Regions from separate parts of the Callithrix jacchus genome. Here region 1 is linked to region 2. A link is a contact called in public Hi-C data. All regions are on one chromosome and are shown on one strand. The core of a region is the stretch at or near the end of the contact, and the rest is flanking DNA. Distances in the headings are between cores, read along the strand shown. Region 1 holds the start of NPHP3 (nephrocystin 3). Region 2 holds the start of CDV3 (CDV3 homolog).

Evidence for each region. A called contact is a pair of places that touch in the nucleus more often than the background predicts.
Region 1: a Hi-C map of skeletal muscle shows a contact between it and region 2, with 5 times the contacts expected there. The contact joins the promoter of NPHP3 here to the promoter of CDV3 in region 2. A contact is called at or near these places in 2 of 3 Hi-C or Micro-C datasets (both in skeletal muscle).

Annotation. Positions count from the first base shown.
Region 1 is chr17:51,388,551-51,392,252 of calJac240_pri, reverse strand. It overlaps NPHP3 (nephrocystin 3), which reads right to left and starts at 1,558. Exons shown (of 27, transcript XM_008990539.4): 1 at 1,046-1,558. The coding sequence starts at 1,438. It overlaps LOC118148805 (a long non-coding RNA gene), which reads left to right and starts at 1,941. Exons shown (of 3, transcript XR_013528643.1): 1 at 1,941-2,130.
Region 2 is chr17:50,591,903-50,595,848 of calJac240_pri, reverse strand. CDV3 (CDV3 homolog) reads left to right here and starts at 1,677. Exons shown (of 6, transcript XM_078354212.1): 1 at 1,677-2,246; 2 at 3,006-3,082. The coding sequence starts at 2,007.

The DNA.
Region 1 (3,702 bases), core at 309-2,808, 800 kb before region 2:
CACTTCTTCCCAGACCACAATAATTTTACACAACAGTTGACGACGGAGTTTAAAAATTAAAAACAACAAAAAAACCCTCACTAGAAGAATGTGTAGGCGTGAAGACAGGAAGCATTTTTCTTTTAGAAAAATCAGTCTGAGGTATTTATTTCACCCCTAGTAATGACCCCAGGAACTCTTAGGCTGCCTGGAAGTCTCTACCACAGTAAAGAGTAAACAAGCAACACAACAACGATCAGAGGGGCCCCAAACTGACGGCAAAAATCTTACAGCTTTGCTCGGAGAAAAGCAATGTCTTGCTTTACTTACTATTTTAATGATTTATAACAGACCTGCTACACATGGAGGGCATACAATAATTGCTTTTAGAGTAAATTAATCAAATGAACTAAGGAAATTTGACTACATCTAGAGTAAAAATTTTGACCACAGGTTTTCAACCACAGCAGTTAAGATGGTGAGAATCAGAAGGCTTCCAGAAAAGTTAACGTCAAGACCATCAAAATGCAAGAGCGATGAAACTTCACAAAGAAACCGAGACATGCGCCCCACCTTGGAGCCCCACGTAAAATTTTTATGGGGGAGAGGGTGGTAACACTGGTGGGAAGAGTTTGTTGAGTTGCTTCAACAGATGTCACCAGCCTTCTGAGGGGGTGGGCGCGGGGGCGGGAGTGGCGCTGCAGATTGGCATTTGCCTCCTCAGGACACTTTCGAGCTAATTTTTTCTTTGTGTTTTAACGCCAAAACCAGAAATAGAAAAGCAGGGACTGGGCGCGGTAGCCCACTCCCGTAATCCCAGCACTTCTGGAGGCTGAGACGGGAGGATCGCTGAGCCCAGGAGTTCCAGACTGCAGAGCCGCGATCGTGCCACCGCAGCGAGACCGTGTCTCCAAAAACAACAGAGACAGAAAAAGGGGAGGGAGTTAAGGAATCATTTTAGACTCGAAGAGACTACGGCCTCTCAAATTAAAATGAACGGTTTCCGCCGAACTTTGAAAGCCTCTCGGTTTGGAGCTGGGCAGGGGTGTCCCGGCGCGCGCGTTACCTGCAGTTCGGCCCGCAGCCGCTTGTTCTCCGTGTCCAGCTTGGCCTCGCGGCGGCCCATGGACAACAACTCCTGGTTCTTGCTGACGCGGAATATCTCGTATTCCTTCTTGAGCCGCTCGTACTCAGCCGCCGCGTACTCCAGCTCGGGCACCGACGAGCCGGTGGACTTGAAGCTGGCCCCCAGCAGCCCGCCAGCGCCCGCCCCGCGGGGCAGCGACCCGGGCCCGGCCCCCGCTACCGCCCCCGCGCCCCGGCGGAACGAGTTGCGCAGCAGGCGGGCCTTGGGCTTCACCTCCACCGGGATCTCGCAGGCCTCGCCGCCGCCCGCCCCGTACGTGTCCTCGATCACCTCCCCGCCCGCGGGGCTCACGAGAGACGAGGCGGTCCCCATGGCGTCCGCGGCCGCTGCTAGCTAGGGGATGCAGGCAGGCCGGGGCAGCGGAACTGGATGCGCGCGGGAGAAGGACGGGACCCAGCGGCCGGACGCTGCGGCGGGACGGGGTGGCGGGGCGGGGCGGGGGCGCGGGACGGGGCGGAGCGGGGCCGCGGGGCGGGGCGGAGCGGGGCGGCGGGGCGGGGCGGGGCGGGGCGGAGCGGGGCCGCGGGGCGGGGCGGAGCGGGGCGGCGGGGCGGGGCGGGGCGGGGCGGAGCGGGGCCGCGGGGCGGGGCGGAGCGGGGCGGCGGGGCGGAGCGGGGCGGGGCGGGGGCGCGGGACGGGGCGGAGCGGGGCCGCGGGGCGGGGCGGAGCGGCGCGGGGCGGGGCGGGGCGGGGCGGCGGGAGCGGGCTCTCCGGAAGGACCTGGCGAGCGGCGACTGTGCGAGCCCAGCAGTGGATGGGATGCTGGTGTGGGCCGGTGCTCTGACTCAAGGTGTCACTGCCTTGTCACCGCCCTGCTCGAGGCTCCCGGCCCGGCGTCCTTCACAGTGGGGACAGGGCTGGGTCCCAGCTGTTCTACCTCCGCTGCCGCTATTACTTTCGCAACCCGATCCACATCACCCTGCACTGGGGATCTTTAATCTTCAGGTCCTTTGACCAGGGCTGATGCAGCTCTATTCTAGCTGTTGCTCACTTCTTGCCCAGCTGTAAGTAATGCAATGATACTTTAGGCATCCTCTTTACTAATGTTTGTTCATTCTTTTGGGGTCTTCCTTGGACAGACCTAAGATAACCCATGGCAGTTCATTTCCTGTAGGGTTGTAGGGCCCCACAGGGTCGTGGGGTGTCCCTTATGTTGTGCTGAGGTGCAGGATCCGAGAAGTAAAGAGACAGGACACTGAAGAACTGGTGAAAAGCAGCTGGACTGGTGGCGGGCACGCACCTATGAGCGGAGATTAGCGAGAGCCCCAAATGCCCAGAAGCATCTGTATTTATTAGATACAAGCAGGGGGCAGGGTCGTGAGTGAGGTCATCATCTGTAGGCTTAGTAATAGGGCATACATAATCGTGAGTCACAAGTGAGGGGGTCACCCCGTTGTCACTTGGGCAGTGAGGTGGGCTCTGCACAGTAGGGGGCCGTGTCGTTCACAGTAGTAGAGGGTCGTGTACAGAAAAGGGGTCCACCCCCATTAGGTCACTGAGGCAAGGAGGTGGGCTGTGTGCAACAGGTGTGGTGCGCTACACTTCTTATCTGTGGGCTAGAGACTTCAAAGGATTTCTGATAGTAGGATACTGTAAGCCAGTGCAGTGGGAACTGACAGACTTGTGCTCAACTCTTAAGCTATTTATGGAAGGATGATTTGACCTAGCACAGAAGCGAGAAAAGACTGACAGGGTGTACAGCCGCTGTGACTGGTCACACCAGAGGGGTTCTTCTCCCTCAGTTATTTCCAGGATCTCAGGCTTGAGGCCTACTTTTCCCCAGGAACTGGATGCAAGGTACTACAACTCCTTTCTCAGGAGGAGAGGCTCTAGCTCCAAGTCTGCCATACAGTGTATGTCCTTTCAGGTGGGGATGCCACCGCCTGGGTCTTTGGTTCTTGTCCTAGTCTGGCTGTTTTCCTATGTACTGTTTCTGTTCTGTGACTGCTCAAGGCATTCCTCCTACTGCAAACTACTATAATGGTTATATGGAAGGATTATATAAATCAGCACTAAATGTGTCAGTACAGCTCTGACTACAATACCTATATGATTATATAGAAAGGTTATATAGAACTAAGGATGATTATACCTATAAGCTAGATATAGTAAGCAGTGAGTTATGCTTCAGGCACTAACTGTGCCTGGGGTCTGCACAGTTCTTCTTCCGTGCCCACGGAGGGTGTTACCTACGTTTTGTGACCTGGAATAAGAAAAAGTTTCTCTGAATTTGATCTGGGCAGCCTGTAAATTAATAAATGATGCTACTGGCTTTTTAAAAAAATGGGATTTGTAGAATAAATATCACTTGGTCCTCAGATTATGAATCTCACAGTCACTTGGGACGTTTGGTAAAAATTTGGGAAGCTTGACAGTTTGCATGTTTAGTTAGCTCCCAGGTGATGCTTATGTAGTGTAAGATCTCAAAATACTGAGACTGCATAATAATTGTGGCTAGGGATAATTTATTTCCTTGCTACTCAAAGCATGGTCCTCAGGCAGTAGCATCAACATCACCCTGAAGCTTGTTAAGAATCAGATTCTCCCATAGTATCACTGACCTCCTGAATCACAAT
Region 2 (3,946 bases), core at 428-2,927:
TCAACTTTGAATAAAGCACTTTGCCCTAAATATAGCTAAATAAGTGCTTCATAGATGAGGAAAGAAAGAGAGGGGAAGAAAGGGGGGGGGTAAAAAAAGAAGGAAATAAAAGAGGAAGGGAAAAAGAAAGAAGGAAAGAAAAAAAAGAAAATAAATTTGATTAGTGATGGTAAGGGAGGGTGAGGGTGATGGGCAGTACTGAAACTGGCCTGCATCACAAGAAGATATATGTTGTCATAGAAGGAAGTCACCTTGGGATCCATAATGGGTGGTTGGGAGCTGTTTATGTTTGGGGAATAGTATATGTATAAGCTCAAGCCACTTGCTGGCCAAGGCTAGGCCCTTGATTTATTTGACATTCAGAAGTTAGTTCTTTAATAGCAGTGTAAGTCGAAGGTGGGAAAAGAGAAACTTTAATGGGGTAACTGTAAAGGAAAAGATAAAGAAGTCACTCCATTTACTGGCTGGGTTCTATCTACCCCATTGGGCTACCAACATTTGTCTGAGTCATTTCCTCAGTGGTTGTGACAGCTGCCTCCCCTGCTTTTAGAAGGAGGAAGCAGAAAGTTTAAGAGCTTACTTTAGACCATCTTTTGCATATAGAATTCATTCCATTCTTAAGGCCCCAAGAGTATTTAAGTGGGCTTTAAACCCATTTAAACCTGAGTTTTAAGACAGGTTTAGCCTGGGCATTTTCATCTCCTCCCCTATGATGAGCCATTCCCCTCCTTTTATCAGGGATAGGAGCTAAGAATAAACTGCATCATCATCTAGACTGAAGTCAGGACGTTAAGCACTGTGCTGGCCAGTTGACGCAGACTCTCTTCCCTCCCTCCCCCATATCTTGTAAGATCTAGTATACCCACTTTGCAGATTAGGAGCTTGAAGATAGGATTTATTGAACTTGACCTTGGTAAACATAATCCAGAGGGTGGAGTTCAGACAAAATCCCCTTCTACCTACCTAACGGCCTGTGAAAGATCTTTTAGTAATAGGACTAAACTTCAGGCTCACTGCTCCTCACGCTTTCATAATCAACCTGTAAAGAAGAAAATTAATGGTTGCCAGACCAAAGAGGGTGGAAATACAGAAGCGAACAGAGGAGAGGAGCAATCTTTAACACAGTTGGCTTAATGCAGTGCCTATCAATTTCGGGAAAGTTCAAACGACTACTACCAGGCCACAGTTTGTTCTGGGTCAGGAAACACACGTGTATCTCGCGCAAGCGCCCAAAAAGAACCCACTGCCCCTCCCGCTGGACCTCTTTAGCCAAGTCATCAACCAGCCCTCGAAATGCCCGCCCTCAAGACTAAACCCTCGGCCAATCGGGAGACCGGAGTCATCAGACTCGTCACTTATTTTGCATATGCCCTCCTCTCTCCGCCCCCACGTCTGGACACCGCCCCGTCTGGCGCACTGATTGTCACCTAAACGCTTCGTCTTGGCACCTGATTGGCTGTCTTGCCACCTCCGCCTCCACCTCCTCCCGCCGCCCGCCCCTCGGCAATCACACAACGGCGGGCAGAGGAAAGTACGCAGGCGCGGGTGCTGCCTCTCTCTTCTAGCGGCCCGCCCTCCCTCCCTGCTCCCCCTCCCTCCCTTCCCCATCCCTTTCCCCTCCTCTTCGGGCCTGCGCGCGCGCATCTTCCTCCGACACGCGCCGCCGCTAGCCGAGCACTCTCGCTAGAGCCTCTGTCCCGCGCGTGCCTTTTCCCCTCTGGTTGTAGGGAGAGCGGGATCCTGCCCCGTCGCCGCGGCACTAGCCGCAGCCCAGCAGCCTAGGGAGACAGCGGCGGCGCGCGAGCCTTCGGGCGGACGGTACCACCGCTCGCCAGCTCGCAGGGGGAGCAGCCCGCCCCGCCGCGCACGTCTCGGCGACCCCGCGGGGCTGAGGCGTCGCCGCGCCCGGCAGCGTGAGCGCAGAGCCGGCCGCGACCCGGAGCTCGGAGTCCCGTGGACCGCGCCCGCCGCCGGCCCCACCCATCCGGGTCGAGGAAGCCAAGGCCATGGCCGAGACGGAGGAAAGGAGCCTGGACAACTTCTTTGCTAAGAGAGACAAGAAGAAGAAGAAGGAGCGGAGCAACCGGGCAGCGAGTGCTGCGGGCGCAGCGGGCAGCGCCAGCGGGAGCAGCGGAGCCACGGGTGCTGCGGGCGGCGGGGCGGGCGCGGGGACCCGACCGGGCGACGGCGGGACCGCGAGCGCGGGGGCTGCGGGCCCAGGGGCCGCCACCAAGGCTGTGACGAAGGTGAGGGGCCGGGAGGCCGGCACTCCGGGCCCGGGCGGCGCGCCGGCGCCCCATGTGCCCGCCCCCGCCTGCCGGGGAAGCGTCCGGGGGGGGGCCACGGGGGCAGGGCGGAGGGGCGCGGGTCGGCCACGTGACGCGGGCTCCCCACCTCGGGCCGGGCTCGCCAGGTCCGGGACCCCCTCCGACACCCGCCCCGGAGCTGCCCTTCCTACCTCGCGTCTCTCCGCGTTAGCCAAGGCCTAGGCGGCGCCACCCTCCGGGGGCACTAGGTCTGGGGCTGCAGTGCCCAGCACAGAGCAGCGTTTATCAGTGTAGTCTAGGCTGAATAATTCCGCGTGCTGACCTCAGCCCAGTAGTTTGAGCTGAATTTTCGCTTTCAGCAGCCGCGTTTGTGGCAGCTCTTTTGTGATGACTTAGTCTCTAAACCCGAGAAAGAAAAAGAAAAGTCTCGGTGCAATAACGTTGAGGTAGAAATGTAGTTGTGAAATTCCTGTTGACTTCTTCCTTGGGCTTCTCCTAGTTGCTTAAAGTAACAGCTCTCGTGCTGGAACCCAGCGGAAGTACAGTGTTAAGACTGATGAGCATGTTTGTCCTCCGTGTAGCCTAGTTTGCCCCAGGACGAAGCAAGGGCTTTGGCCAGAAGAGGAGTGTATACTTAGTTTAGGTTCCAGCCACTTGATCCACTTTTCCCATTTTGATGATTACTTAGTTGTATGCCTGCAAATAGCTTTAATTGAACAAATGGCGTTTGTTTTACAGGAGGAAGATGAATGGAAAGAATTGGAGCAAAAAGAGGTTGATTACAGCGGCCTCAGGGTTCAGGCAATGCAAATAAGGTATGGTCTGGTTACAAATGTGTTTAAATAACCTTTAGGACAGATATTGGATACAAGTTAGGTTTTCCTTTAGTCCCAGAGCAGCATCATAGTATCCTTGTGTTCTAGATATGCTTATTAGGACTCAAATGGATTGAATCTACTCACTCCTTCACTCTATGAGGGCAGCCCTTCCGTGTGCTCATCAAATTAGCTGCCCTAAACTCCTGTGAGAGCTTGCCTACTTCCAGTTCTGGTTAGGCCTTTTCATTTGAGACAGCTACAGTGGATTTTGTCCCTTCACAATTTTTACTTTTAACATGGATGGTTGTACTTCTTTTTGGTTTAAAAAATAATGTGGGTTTTTTCACATGTTCTCCAATAAGCAAGTGAATATATTTTTTGTGATCGAGGTATAGCATACTTACAGGGAAATAGAGATTTTATGTGTTCACACAGTGCGATCAACCTGTGCAGTAAGCACACAGGTCAAGAAACTGAATTTTTCTGATACAGAACGAGGTTCTCCTAACACCTAGTCACTGCATTCACCTTCAACATAACCACTATGCTAACACCTGAGTTTTTTTCTAAAACTTAATAGGAATGGAATTCTGTGTGTAAACGTGCTATTTTTTAAAGTTCAAGAAAACTAGTTTTTAAACATTGGATAGTTTAGAAGATTTGAAATTAACATTTGTCAAGTCCGGTCTGTGGTAGTCAACTTTAAGGTTGATGTTAAGTAAGTGCTGTATTTTGGAGGGTTCATAAAGTAGGAAGAAACAAGTGAAGATACGGTTCTGCTTTAAGATGAAAAAATCCTTTGCTCCCAGTTTAAAGAAAGAAAGTATCTTGATGAACTGCCTGCCCCGAGTTTGAAGTTTG